2 separate regions of the Sus scrofa genome follow, and region 2 is linked to region 1. Evidence: chromatin contacts called from public HiChIP or PLAC-seq data. All regions are on one chromosome and are shown on one strand. Each heading gives the region's core, a stretch centred on a gene start, on an enhancer-like site or on the middle of the called end of the contact. The rest is flanking DNA. Distances are from core to core; before and after follow the strand shown.

What was found. HiChIP or PLAC-seq counts read pairs in DNA pulled down with a chosen protein or histone mark.
Region 2: a contact with region 1 is called in an H3K27ac HiChIP or PLAC-seq map of alveolar macrophages. The contact joins the promoter of PNN here to the promoter of SENP8 in region 1. A contact is called at or near these places in 5 of 47 Hi-C or Micro-C datasets (heart right ventricle, liver, skeletal muscle and 1 more) and 1 of 2 datasets of contacts at active chromatin or transcription factors (alveolar macrophages).

What each region holds. Positions count from the first base shown.
Region 1 is chr1:169,595,333-169,601,841 of Sscrofa11.1, reverse strand. It overlaps SENP8 (sentrin-specific protease 8), which reads right to left and starts at 5,026. Exons shown (of 2, transcript XM_013992369.2): 1 at 4,827-5,026. MYO9A (unconventional myosin-IXa) reads left to right here and starts at 5,071. Exons shown (of 44, transcript XM_021100912.1): 1 at 5,071-5,136.
Region 2 is chr1:169,723,540-169,730,870 of Sscrofa11.1, reverse strand. PNN (pinin, desmosome associated protein) reads right to left here and starts at 5,222. Exons shown (of 9, transcript NM_001244231.1): 1 at 5,033-5,222; 2 at 4,321-4,392; 3 at 2,909-2,977; 4 at 2,484-2,556; 5 at 2,273-2,367; 6 at 2,032-2,107; 7 at 159-314; 8 at 1-82. The coding sequence starts at 5,145.

The DNA.
Region 1 (6,509 bases), core at 3,777-6,276:
TTTGATACTGACTGTTTTATCCCCCCCCTTTTCTGCAACATATTCCCTGGACAGGGACTGACTATGAGCTGCAGCTGTGACCTATGCCACAGCTGCAGAAACATGGCACCCATAACTCACTGTGCTGGGCTAGGACTGCACCCACAGTTGTAGAGACAATGCTGGATCCTTAACCCACAGTGCCACAGCCGGAACTCCTCCTCTTTCTTTTGATAATGAGCACATAACCAGTAAATACAGCTATTTTCATTCACAAAGAAAATGTACCCCCCCATTCTTACACAACTGTTTCTCCAACTCACTGGTCTCAATTTGTCCTCTGTAAAAAACAGTAAGTCTAACCTCTCTTCTACAAATCTTTGAATGCAAAGATTTAAAAATAGTCTGATAGTTATTAAAATTAGATTATGTTCAACTTCTAATGGATGATTCCATTTGCAAGTTCACAGAAAGAATCACAGCCAAGGCCAACTGTGATTTTCAAGGCAGCATAAGCAGAAACATTTTCAGGAAGGAAGCTGAAGCCTTATTTTTTGGTTTCAATTTCCCCTAATTAAATGCTTCCTTTTAATGCTAGCCTAAACCATCCAGAGATTTGTATAAAATGGCATGAAAAATTACCATCAATATTTACATACCCCTATTGAAAACAGAACTAGATTTTACTCATCCCTGTTGTCTTTGGTGCTTAACAAACTGGAGAAGGTCTAATAAATGAATATATTCTCTGTAAATGAAATATATTTTGAAAAACTCCTAAAGCACAAAAATTATAAACACAGGAATATTTCTCAATAAGTTATTTATAAACTTGAGCAAAATACCTCTAACATGAATATTTTACAAATAGAGGAATTCAGCTCTCAAAGTAGAAAAACCACTTGGTACGATGATGATGCTTGGTAACTTAACTGTCATAAATTCCATCTGGCCCTACCTTGGGCCAGGGAGATAGACTAAGTAACCTTGTAGGATTTCTTCTGGCACCAAAGCTCTCCATTTATTGCTCTGTTAATTATTAGGCATGGCTCTCAATGGCTAAGGGATCGCTGACCAAAAAAGAATTTTATTCTCAGTTCACCACTTCTAATTCAAAGGTATTCTCTCTAAACTGTGTCACATTTTTCTCCCCTTACTATACACATGGTGTAAACAGCAGCCTTTTCGTAAACTGACATATCATTACCCAAATGGTCTCCAATAGTTAGATGAACAAAGTCAATAAAGGCTAGTCATGCTGAAGAAGGTAGTCTCTTGGAAAATCTGGCTCCAAAAAGTTACTTAACTTCACATTTCTCATTTGGATTAGTAATACCTGGATCTCAAGTTCAATTTTTTTTCCTTTGGCCATGCTTGTGGTATGTGGAAGTATCAGAGCCAGGGATCAAACCCGAGTTGCTGCAGTGACAGCACCAGATCCTTAACCCCCTTTGCCAGAGGATAATTCTTCGATTTTTCTGAATAACATGGTTAAAAAAAGCACATAATTTGGGGACTAGCTGGGATTTGGGGAGTTTTACATAGTCTAGCAATGGTCAGTTTCCAAAGAGATGGGTTACATGGGCCTTGAGGACTTCCTTTTTGTTTACTAGTGCATTTTACTCACCCAAGAGGTTTCAGGAATTGGCAAGGAGAGAGAAGTTTTGACCTTACAAAGTCAGGACTTAAAGTTGTAGATGGAATTTAACCAAGAAAGGTACTAGCAACATCTAAGAACTTAGATATGTGGTAAAGCCATTGCTTATCAGAAGTTCTAACATTATAGAATGCACTAGCCTTGTGACCACATAAAATGCTAATTAACTTCTACCTGGTGTGCACATCCTTGTTGAAAGGTATGTAATTTATTCCAATCTTTTTCTTTAGATTGGTCAGTCACACTGTGGAAATAAATTCAGCACTCTTTTAGAGATCACTTTATGATAAAATTTAGTTTTTAAAAATGTCAATTATTTATTGGTCTAGTCTCTTCATTCCTATTTTCTCTTCTGATGATCTAACCTACACATTACTTCTAGTTTATTTTCCAAATGGAACTGTGTTATTTTGCTCTAAATATTTAGTGTTTCTCCACTGTCTAGCAAATTAAGTACTAACTACAGCATGGCATTAAATAAATTCCATAAAAACAGCCCTAATCTATCTTTCCCAATTTATTTCCTTGTACTTCTCCCATATATAGCCACAAGCTTAGTTCTCTTGTAGGCCCAAATTCTTAGGCAACAGTGGATTACTACTGGTTACTATAACTAAGGCATAGGAAAAGAGAATAGCCAGTTCTCTATTCCCAGAGAGAGGCTGAGAGGTGAACCTTGCTCAAGCATCTTTCTGAAACAGATTTGATCTGTCATGCTCTCACTTAAAATCCTTAGATTTAGGAGTTCCTGTCATGGCTCAGTGGAAACGAATCTGACTAGTATCCATGAGGACACAGGTTCAACTCCTACTCCCACTCAGTGGGATCAGGGGTTGCTGTGAGCTGTGGTGTAGGTTGCAGATCTGGCATGCCTGCGGTGTAGGCCAGAGGCTACAGCTCTAATTTGACCACTAGCCAGGGAATCTCCTAAAATCTTACAGGTATCTCAAAATACAATTTATACTCATCATTGTTTTGAAAATACAAAATCAGTCCTGCTGCCAAATATTATTTAATGTGTAGTTAAGCACATATGTAACTACATCTCTTATCTGTTTTAATATTTTTAAAACTTTCAATGAAAAAGATCTCACTTATGTTTTTATGTATTTTATTTTATATATTTAAAAACATTATTCTTATTCTGAGATAGGATCCACAGGTCAGGCTGACCAAGTGGTCCATGACACAAGAGAAATTACTTTTACTTTTGGTATTTAGACCTATTAATTGCTCATAGTAAATATAACCTAAACACTTGAGCATGGAATTCAAAGTTCATTATCTGTTCACATCCACTTTATCATCTTTATCTCCGTCCTACCCCTACTTTTCATACTAAACCCTAGTATTTTAGACAATAGTGACCTTCTCTTATCTGGTAGCAGATAGACAAGTTTTTTAATTAACCACAGTTAATACAGTAGCACGGACTAGCTAGGGCTTTGCCTTATACAGACCTTATCTGTCTGCCAAGTGAATTCTTCTAAAGGTTTGTTTTCCCTAATACTGTGAAGTCCTAATAGGGCTGAAACTTAAATCTTTCTCATTCCTAACTTAAATGGTTGATGAAATAAATAATAAAAGGCAGATTCTAAATTGGCAAGGCACTGTATATAGTAATCTCTATGGGAGTGAAGTCAGTCTTTGAATCTCATCAATTGGCTTAACTCTGATCTTGTGGGGGATAGAAATGAGGATTCCCCTGAGCTCTAAGGCTGGATCCCCAGCTGATAAAACTTGGACAGAAGGAAAAGACAGAGGAAAGAGCAGTAACCGAAATGGGCCTGATTAAGACTGAAGGATGAAACTGTGCTAAAGAGAAAGCAGGAGTGACTCCTCCCATTACCCAGAGTAGTTATTCAAAACTTTCAAGGGTCTCATGCCATCCTGAACTCTCATCAAATGACTCCCAACTTAACATTACAGCGCCAACTACATCAACCTTCTGCCTTCCCCTACTTCCCAAACTTTCCTTTGCTATAGTTTGGTGGTTCTCAACCTGCAGCATTGGAGTCACCTCAGGAACTTTAAAAAAACAAAAACAACCAAAACTGATGCCTGGATTTGTTTAATTGGCCTCAGGTGGAGCAACTTCATTTGTTTTACTTTTTTCTTTCCTTTTTGGAGCTGCACCCGTGGCACATGGAAGTTGCCAGGCTAGTGATCGAATAGGAGCTGCAGCTGCTGGCCAATGCCATAGCCACACCAGATGCCAACTGTGTCTGTGACCTACACCACAGCTCATGGCAATCCTGTATCCTTAACCCACTGAATGGCGGAAGGGATTCAACTGCATCCTCATGGAGGGCAGTAGGGTTTATTACTGCTGAGCCACAATGGGAACGCCTGGTTTTACTTTTTAAAAGAATCCCAGGTGACTCTAATGTGCATACAAGATTTAATTCCACTACCGCTCCTGGTTCTGTAAATTACCCACTCTCACTCATAAACTGTCCACATCTTGGTTATGGTACACTTCATAACCACCTTAAAAGAAAACACTGTTCTGGCCCACACGCTTGTCCCTCACCTCATTACTTTATAACTCTTTATTACTCAAAGAGTGAGTAACTTACGCCACGTGGTTTTCGCTAACTGTATTCTATTCCTCTTTTTATTTCAGCGCCAGTACTGTCAAAAATATTTTTGTACCCATCATTCCCTCTGCTTCTATCTCTTATACCGCTTTAACCAGCTACTGCTCATTAGCTTTCTAACACAAATTAAGAGTGACCCAGAGGGTTTCCTCAAGTCATACACAATCAGGTGGTCCCTCTTCTACGCTCAAAGAATACCTTGTGCTTTTTTTTTTTTTTCTATTATAATTTTACTTTACTATCACGGAGGATTCTCTCATCGTCTCCAACATACTTCGAAACACTTGAGACTATTTCATTTGCTTCTGACTTTCTGGAGTCTAATGCACGGAAAGTGCTCAGTAAAAAGTCTGAGGGATGAAAAGAAAGAAGTACTAGGAAACGGAGGTCCGGGGCGGGGAAATGCTGGGGAAAGGGCGTGTGTGTGTGGAAACGGGGGCGGGAGGGGGGGGCGCTAAGGAGGCGGCGCTAAGAATTTTGAGCCAGAATTGGGGAGTGGGTGTGGAGACGCTAGAACTGCGTGGGCGGCAAAACGATCTCCTGCCCAGACACACCGACCGACAAACCGAAGTGGGGAGGAGGCTTCTTACCTGCCTCGGGCCTCACCTCCCCAGCCAGCCTTCAGGCACCTCGGTATTGGCCGGAAAGCGAGAGCTGCAGTCGTAAACCCAGAGTTTTCTAGCCCAACATTGCGACATCCCTCTCTAGAAGAGATAAAACCTAAGGCAGAGTTCCCAACTCTGCCGTAAGGTGAGGAAGAAAAGTTTGGGCGGGGCCGCCTGAAGCGGACGAAATGGGGCGTGTCCACGCAAGCGCATGCTGTACTTGCTGGCGGCATCACGTGCGGGGGCGGAGTCGGGCGAGCAGGCTGGCTCCCGAGGGCGGTAGGGGGCGTGGGAGGTAAGTGCGCGCGCGCTTGCTCTTCTGCAGCTGAGGAGTCGTGCGGGGCGGGGCCGCGTGCGCGGGGTCGGGGGCGCGCGGGCCCGAGCGGACTGGTACGTGGTGGCGGTTGACTGTGGCTGCTGAGTGAACAGCAAGGGTGGTGAGAGGCGGCGGTGGAGGCACCCGCGACACCCGCAGAGGCGGCAGTAGCGGTTGAGGCGGCGACTGAACGCGTGGTCTCAGGGCGGGTGCGGCCGGGGATGTGCCTGCCCAGGCCGGGCGGAGTCTCTCTGACAGGGCGGGGGATGCGCGGCGGCCGCTCGCCCGGACCCTAAGGCAGCTGGGCCCACCCTCCCGGAGCCGTCCGACCCTTGGTGATCTTGGCCTCTGCTGTCTCCTCCGGCCTGACCCTGGGGCCGAGTTTGGGAGGCGGCTTCCGCCGAAGAGGAGGGGGCTGCGGTGGCCACCGCGGCGGAGCCCGAGGTAAGACCCGCCCAAGCCGCCCAGCGGCCCTGCCGCCCAGCCCGGCCCACGTCTCGGTCTCTCTCTTTGGCTCCTGCGGGGCCGCCCCGCCCCGCCCCAGCGGAGACGCCCCGCGAGCTAGTCTGCGCTGGAGCCTCCCTGACACCCGATCGCTGCCCCGGGTACCCAGTGGACCCCACCCATCGTGTATTCCTTTGGCCAGGCACCATTCCGGCGCTCCAACCTCTCCTGGTGTTAGTCTCGGGCCTCTCACCCCATCACACCCCACTAGAACCCTCTTCGGACTCTCGTAGTACTCTTAAATGGGGCCTCGAGACTGTTGCATCCTCCTGTGAGCTGACCCAATCACAGTTCCTCAGATCCGTTTACGCTTGCCCTCTAAACCCATTGCGACCCCCAGCTCCAAGGCAGATCCATCGCTGCCCACTCCTCTTCCTAGCGGACCTGCTCACCGCCTAGCTGAAGCTCTTCCCTTACTCAACTCGTCTTTCAGATAGTCTATTTCATGATGCTCTTACTTCCCAAGAAATCTGGTGTCAGCTCCTCTTTAGACACCAGCAGCGGCCTCTTCTTCTAGACCTCCTTTCCTTAGGCAGACCTTAATATCTTTCTCCGAGGTCGTGATCCTTTCTTTGGTTGAAAGGGCTTTGCCGTGAAATCCTGAAGGCATTTTGCTTAGCCTAGTGTTTTCCCCCCAGCGGGGCTAAGGGGACCAATTGACACTCATGTTTGGAGGTTTAGTCTCCGGGCTTTAGAAAGAGGGAGATGGAAGATCATGGAAGCCCAGGGCAGGCGGTGTGTGCTATTGTAAGGTCACACAGCCTGCTTCTCATCTTCTGTAGAATGTGTGGGGTAGTACAGATCTGACATTTTAGGGACTTCTGGAAGGGTTAATTAACACAACAGTA
Region 2 (7,331 bases), core at 3,973-6,472, 130 kb before region 1:
CAGGAATATAGAACAAATGGGGCTTTGTCTTAGTTCTTATATATTTAATTATCTTGGCATTATGCTCATTCCATTCTTCTTGCTAAAGAAAAGGTAAAAGATCACTGCCTTTGTCATAATAAGGGATCACCAATCTCAGAATTCCAAAATATACTCACCAGCTGCGCAAGCTCAACCTTCTGTTCCAAAAGCCGCAGTTCTGTCTGTTTAGCACGTCTCTCTTCAAACAGTTCTCTCCTCTCATTTTCAACCTGTTTTCTTTCTTCTTCTGCCTGCACTTCAAGTTTTTGTTCAATTTCCTGACGTCTCTTTTGCTAAAGATAAACAATAACCTTTAAAAGCTTATTACACATCCTGATTGTGTGAAACATTAAATTTCTTTTTTTAAGTCTTTTTAGGGCCGTATCCACCGCATGGAAATATGTATTTTAACAGCTGAAGTATCTTTAATGCCTGCCTGTAAGTTGAATTCTTAGTTATCACTTTTTTTTTTTTTTTTTGTCTTTTTAGGGCTGCACTTGTGGCATATGGAAGTTCCCAGGGGTAGAATGAGAGCTGCAGCTTCTGGCCTACACCACAGCCATAACAACACCAGATCTGTGACCTACATGGCAGCTCATGGCAGCAACGCCGGATACTTAACCCACTGAGTGAGGGCAGAGACCAAACCCACATCCTCATGGATACTAGTCGAGTTCTTAACCTGCTGAGCCACAACAGGAACTCCCATGAAACATTAAAATTTTACTGTTGTATGCATACATTTTGCACCTGCAATTTAGAACACCAGCTAATTCAAATGTGGCATTTGAGGTAATCTGCAATTTTTCTTTCAGGAAATGGGGACTAAAGCCTTTTCACGTAAAAATGTTTTTAAAGCCATTAGGGATAATATCAATAGCTGTTCCTTTCCAATATAATTTACGAAAAACCTTAACTAAAAGTTATCCTAAAAAACAAGTACTGTTTATAGGTTATCTTGAGTTATTCTTTCCAAATCAAAGAATTTGTGAAGTGATGTCTTAGTAAATGAAGTAAAAAACTAGTCAACTCTACATTTTAAAAACCCAGACTTATTCTTCAAACATTAAGATACTTTAAGCCTTTTATATTCTCTAATAAAGTTAATATATAAAAGCTGAAATAAAATTTTATCAATCTCCTATAACTGAATTGTTATCTCCCTTTTACTATAGTGCTCCCCTAAGAAGCAATAACGTGGTGTTCAACTCCAAAGACACAATTACAATTCTGTTGCTTCAGTAAAATAAAACCTTCCTAAAAGGTGACACAGTTAAACTAAGAAGGGCAGGGAATATAATCTATGTTTTTGCTTCTAAAGTCCCTCTAAGTGCATTAAGTCTTAAAAATTAGAATTACTGAATTAATTACTGATGATTAACAAGTTCAACTTCCGGTTTGAAAGAATGCACTCTAAGGCCTAAAGAAATGAAGACTTGTCCAAGACAATGGAATGAGATTGATATAGAGCTGAGAACAGAATCCAAGTTCTCCCGAGTCAGACCAAGTCCTCTAAACGATAAGAAGTTCACTAAGTTATTTAACGGCACTTCAAAAAAGACCAATTAATAATTGTAGAAAGTTTCTACAGGTTTTCCTTGGCTTCATGTAGGCTTGCAATTAAACTTTTTTCCCGAAAAAGGAAGTTATCAGTTACCCACTTTTTGAAGCCTTCAATTAAATCTTTTTGGGGGGGGGGCAGGTGCAGCATATATGGAAGTTCCCAGGCTAAGGGTCAAATTGGAGCTGGCCTACCCCAGAGAAATGTGGGATCTGAGCAGAGTCTGTGACCCACAGTTTGAGGTAACGCCAGATCCCTAACCCACTGAGCAAAGCCAGGGACTGAACCCACATCCTCATTCATATGAGTTGGGTTCCTTTCCGTTAAGCTACAACAGGAAGTGGAACTCCCGCAATTAAATCTTAAGAGAACTTTTCAGCTCTTTTTAAAAATATGCAATCAGCTACTTTGAAAACTTAGAGGAAGCAAAGGAAAAAGTGCACATATACCCTTTCAGTAGCAACAGTGGATTCTTGTTTAAATTTCTGAAGCGTGCCCATCAACAAGCCAAATATTCGTCGGTTCCTAAAGAAAAGAAAAAGAAAATCCAATTTCAAAAGGTTCCACTTCATTTAAGACTGCCATTTGCTAGAAGAAACATACAATAGACATAGGAACAATTCCTTAAATTTTCTTTAAATTACATTATTTAACAAGAGTTGTTTTCCTCCAGAAGGATACTAATGATACCTTTGCTTTCCCTTTTCATCCATATTTTGATCCTGGATAAGGTCTCTACGAGTGCGCTCTTTGGAGGTAGCTACAACTGAAGACTGCAAAGCTGGCTGTAGGAGAAAAGAAATTTCTGTCATTTCACTAGCATATGGGTGGCACTCTTTTAAATGTAGTAAGGTGAAAAGGCTATATTCATCCTCTATGAAGTTCTTTTAATCTCAATTACCCTCTTAACATCGTCATCCTCTGGGTCGCTTTCTTGGCGTGATTCTCTCCGAGTCCGACGCTCCCCGCCCAGCCTGACAAAGGAAAGAGAATTTAGAAGGAGCAATAAAAACTTTGATCTCTTTTACCTCTCAAGATGGTTAAGTTTTTGTAGTAAAAGACAGAAAAATAGTACAAATTGAGTATTTTCCCAATCTTATTCTTCTCATGACCTTTGTTAAAACTGCTGTTATTGTTAGTGAAAAGTTGAGTTTTAAGTGATATTGGCTGTCTCAGTTCCATCAGATACCAAGGGAACAGACTCGGGAAAGGGTATACTACTCAATTCTAATAGAGCCCTTACACAACAATATTTAATAAATATTTATGCTACCTCAGAAAGTGAAACATACAAGTTTGCTTTCAGAATCTTTTCATTCAACATACCTACTGACTGCCCCTTCAAGGTCTCTCTGTTTGGCTGGGGGTCCTCCTCCACTATCTGAGAATCCACGCCTGCAATATAAATGTCCAACATTATAAACACGTAAATGTATTTATATGAGAGAGTATTTCCATTTAGGGAACAGAATTTAGTTACAAATTAAAAAAAACAAAAACAAAAACCCTCCTAATTAAAGTAACCTTAGGGGCTCTTCTCCCCCTTCCCAACAACCCTGGGAGCTGTTTGCTTTATTTTTTTTATTTGTTTTGCTTTTTGGGCTGCACCTAGAGCATATGGAGGTTCCCAGGCTAGGGGCTGAATGGGAGCTACAGCTGCTGGCCTAAGCCACAGCCACAGCAACATCAGATCTGAGCTGTATCTGCGACCCATACCACAGCTCATGGTTCCTTAACCCACTGAGCAAGGCCAGAGATGGAACCTTCAACCTCATGGTTTCTAGTCAGATTCGTTTTTGCTGTGCTACGACAGGAACTGCTATTTACTTTCCTTTAATAAAGACTCTGCTGGAGTTCCCATTGTGGTGAAGTGGTTAACGAATCTGACTAGGAACCATGAGGTTGCAGGTTTGATCCCTGGCCTTGCTCAGTGGGTTAAGGATCCAGCGTTGCAGTAAGCTGTGGTGTAGGTCACAGACTCGGCTTGGATCCCACGTTGCTATGGCTCTGGTGTAGGCCAGTGGCTATAGCTCTGATTAGACCCCTAGCCTGGGTACCTCTATATGCCTCAGCAGCGGCCCAAGAAATGGCAAAAAGACCAAAAAAAAACAAAAACAAAAACCCAAAAAACTTTGCTTGCTTAAAAATAAATAAATAAATAAAGTAATCTTAAATGGTCATTTATCCCCAAATGCTTTTATAGCGCTTCTTTTACAACTATGGGAATAGGAGTTCCTGTTGTGGCACTGCGGCTGCGAGTCTGACTGGGAATCAATAGGTTGCGGGTTCGATCCCTGGCCTCGTTCAGTGGGTTGGGGACCTGACGTTGCTGTGAGCTGTGGTGTGGGTCGCAGGTGCAGCTTGGATCTGATGTGGCTGTGGTGTAGGCTGGCAGCTGTGGCTCCAATTGGACCCCTAGCCTGGGAACCTCCATATGCCATGGGTATGGACCTGAAAAGAAAAAAAAAAAAACAAAAAACAAAAAAAAAAAAACAAAAACCTATGGGAATAAATTGTTTGCACATAACTGGTACAGTCACTTCAATCTCTAGTTTGGAGTGTAAAGTTCCTGGATAACTATACAGAAAACTACATACAGCTCATCACATCTTCAAACTACGGAAATATCTCTAACGTTGACTCTACCACAAAATTTGTTTAAACCGATGCCTTAATTTAGTTAGTATAGTAAGTACCAACAGTCTTAACATGTGAATTAAATCCTAAGGAAATCTTACCTCAGCAATAAACTACCACGTCCTCTACCTCCACCAGGACCAGACAGGGCCAGCAATCTGGCTTGGATGGGCCTACAAAATATTTACAAATCAGTACAAAAATCGTATCTAACAGCACCAAACACCTTAAGGATGAGGTTCATCATCAAAAGAAAATAACCAGGAACGTTCTAATCTGACGGTTTCAAATCCACGTGTTTCAAACAGGACAGGAAGTACTGCATTAACTTCCTTGTTTTTCCAAGATCAGTACCACCGAAATTGTATTTACCTCGCTGCCAGTACACATTAACAAGCTGGGGTCAGGCCCGAATTTCGCCACCCCAGAGGAAGTTGCATGAAGCGGGGGACAGCGTCCCGGGAGGGTCTCCGGACCAGTGCCGAGTCAGGCGGCCCCAGGAGGAGAAAGGCTTTGTGCTGCAGTTCCGGGCCTACAGGGCCGAGGGCGGGAATCGGCAGTCCCGGCCTTCCCTCAGGACAGGAAACCATTCCGACGCACCCCGGCCCCGCTCTCGCTCCTCACACCTGAGCCCCAGGACTTAGGGTGGCGGTCTCGGAAACTCCCACCTCACGGAGGACGGGATTCTACTGCTGCCCCGGGAACAGGCCTCGATGTTCCAGCCTTCTCAGGGCTGACCGCTCTCCCCGCCCCCAATTCACCCCGGCTTCACGACTGCATTTCGGAGACGGCAATTTCCTATCCGCCCTTTACCTCACGTCATTCGGATCCCGCCCGGTGAGCTTGCGAATATTCTCATCTACGTTCTTTAGGCTCTCTTTGGCCTTTTCTAGCTGCTCCTGCAAAGTTCTCACTGCGACCGCCATCTTCTCCCTGCGGCAGGCTTCGAGACTGCTCTACAGGCCGCGCCTGGCTGTGTCGCGCCGCGAAACGCGAGAGGACTGACAGCTGGCCTCAGCCAATGACAATAGGAGTTGTATTTCGGCCTTAACCATTCAGCAACCGGAAGGGGGAGAAGCTGCCGGCCCTTGAGACTCCGGGCCAATGAAAAGTCGACCAGGCGGTTGTCTCCCTCTCCAGTTAGCCGCGGGTGGCTGGGCTCCGCTTCTAGCGCAGAGTCGGGGCGGGTTTGAGAGTCCCTAGGTCCTCCGAGACGTGCGCTTGCGGCCGTGCTCGTTTGGCCAGGAGAGCGGAGCTTTCTAGCCCTTTTAACCCGTATATGACGTGCCTTTTTTCATTTTACCACCTAATCGCATTAGAGTAGAGCGGAAGCGAGTCTATTTTCCCATCTTCCCCGGTAAATGATTTTCTAAGGACAGGGTGCGGCCATTCTGTTGGTGCGCATGCCCAGAGAGGGGGTGGGCGGGTCGGCTCCCTTAATGAGGTTAAACCGTAAAGAGCACCGCAAAGCAAAGAATGAAGACGGAAAGATTATTAATCGTAATAGATAACATTTACTTTGTTCTCTACACCGTGAAACACTTTATGTGCCTTGTCCCCCACAAACCAAAAGCTTAAATAAAATCTCTGTTATTACTGATACGGAAGTTGAGTCTGGAGATACTGTAATTGTCCCTAGGTCATGCCGGCCTGGGGTCTTCCTATGATCAGACCCTGGGCAAGGATGTACTACAAGAAAAAAGCGATGGCGAGGCAGGCATTAGCTTCTACACCCGGCCTAATGCTCGTTGGTTTAAGACAGGGTCCGGGAGAGTAGCCCTATTGTTTGTGTCCTCCACCTTCTGGTTCTGCTTTACCCCTATTGCTGACCTGAGAACCGGTTTTGTTCCAGAAATATATTTGAAAACTGCATCTCAGAAAGCATTTTCGGGAGTTCCCGTGGTGGCGCAGTGGTTAATGAATCTGACTAGGAACCATGAGGTTGCGGGTTCGATCCCTGCCCTTGCTCAATGGGTTAAGGATCTGGCATTGCCGGGAGCTGTGGTGTAGGTTGCAGACCCGGCTCAGATCCCGCGTTGCTGTGGCTCTGGTGTAGGCCGGTGGCTACAGCTCCGATTAAACCCCTAGCCTGGGAACCTCCAGATGCCGCAGGAGCGGCCCTAGAAAAGGCAAAAAAAAAAAAAAAAAAAAAAAAAAAAAAAAAAAAAAAAAAAGGAAGAAAGCATTTTCCTACGGAAGCAATGTTATGAATAATCTTTGTGTTCTCATCCTTTATCCATCAGCCAGTGCATCCTTGCACGAAGCAGGCCAAAAGTATTTAACCCGAGTTACCATTTTACTTCATACCAACAGTCGTTAAAAGCTGTGTTAAGCTAGGCTTCGAAGAAAAAGCATAGAACAAGATAGCTGTGGTTCTTGCTTCCATGTAGTTTGTAGGATTTTCATGGAGCAAATATCATTCATGTTTTCATTAAGTCATTGAACATTTATGGAGTGACTGCTATGTGCTAGGTTTGTGGATAAGTCAGTGTACAATAGAGATATATACCCTCAAGGAGCTTGGTGGCAGGAAGAGTGGAGACAGACGATAAGCATAAGTAAATTACATAAAATGGTAGAAATGGGTTAAGTGCTATACAAAAAAAGAATTAGAGCTGCCAAGACGGATGAGTGTTGATAACTATTTGATTCTGATTATAAGCATACTTAGTCTTATTGATTCTTATTACAATCCTGTGTAGGAAGCATGAGAATGTGGTAATAGTAGATCTTAATCACGAAGTATAACAATGTTTCCATGGGAAGATGCTTTTAGAGTTATCCAAAAAAGTAGGATATATTCCTATTTCCATAGGATCTATTTTTAAGATCCTGGAAAGTTTAACATGGTCTGACTTATGGGGGCCCATCAGTGGAATGCCATGTTCAACATTTACAAATGCTCAATAAATATTAGTTTCCCGTCTAGGCTCCAAAATATCCAAAGAAAACTATGTTATTATGATCTGAGAAATGAACTTTGGAGTTCACGCTGTGCTGCAACAGGATCCGTGGCATCCCAGCAGCGCCAGGACTCTGGATCCCTGGGCTGGCACAGAGGGCCAGGGAAATCCGTATGTTGTAGGGCGGTCAAAAAAAAAAAAGAGAGAAA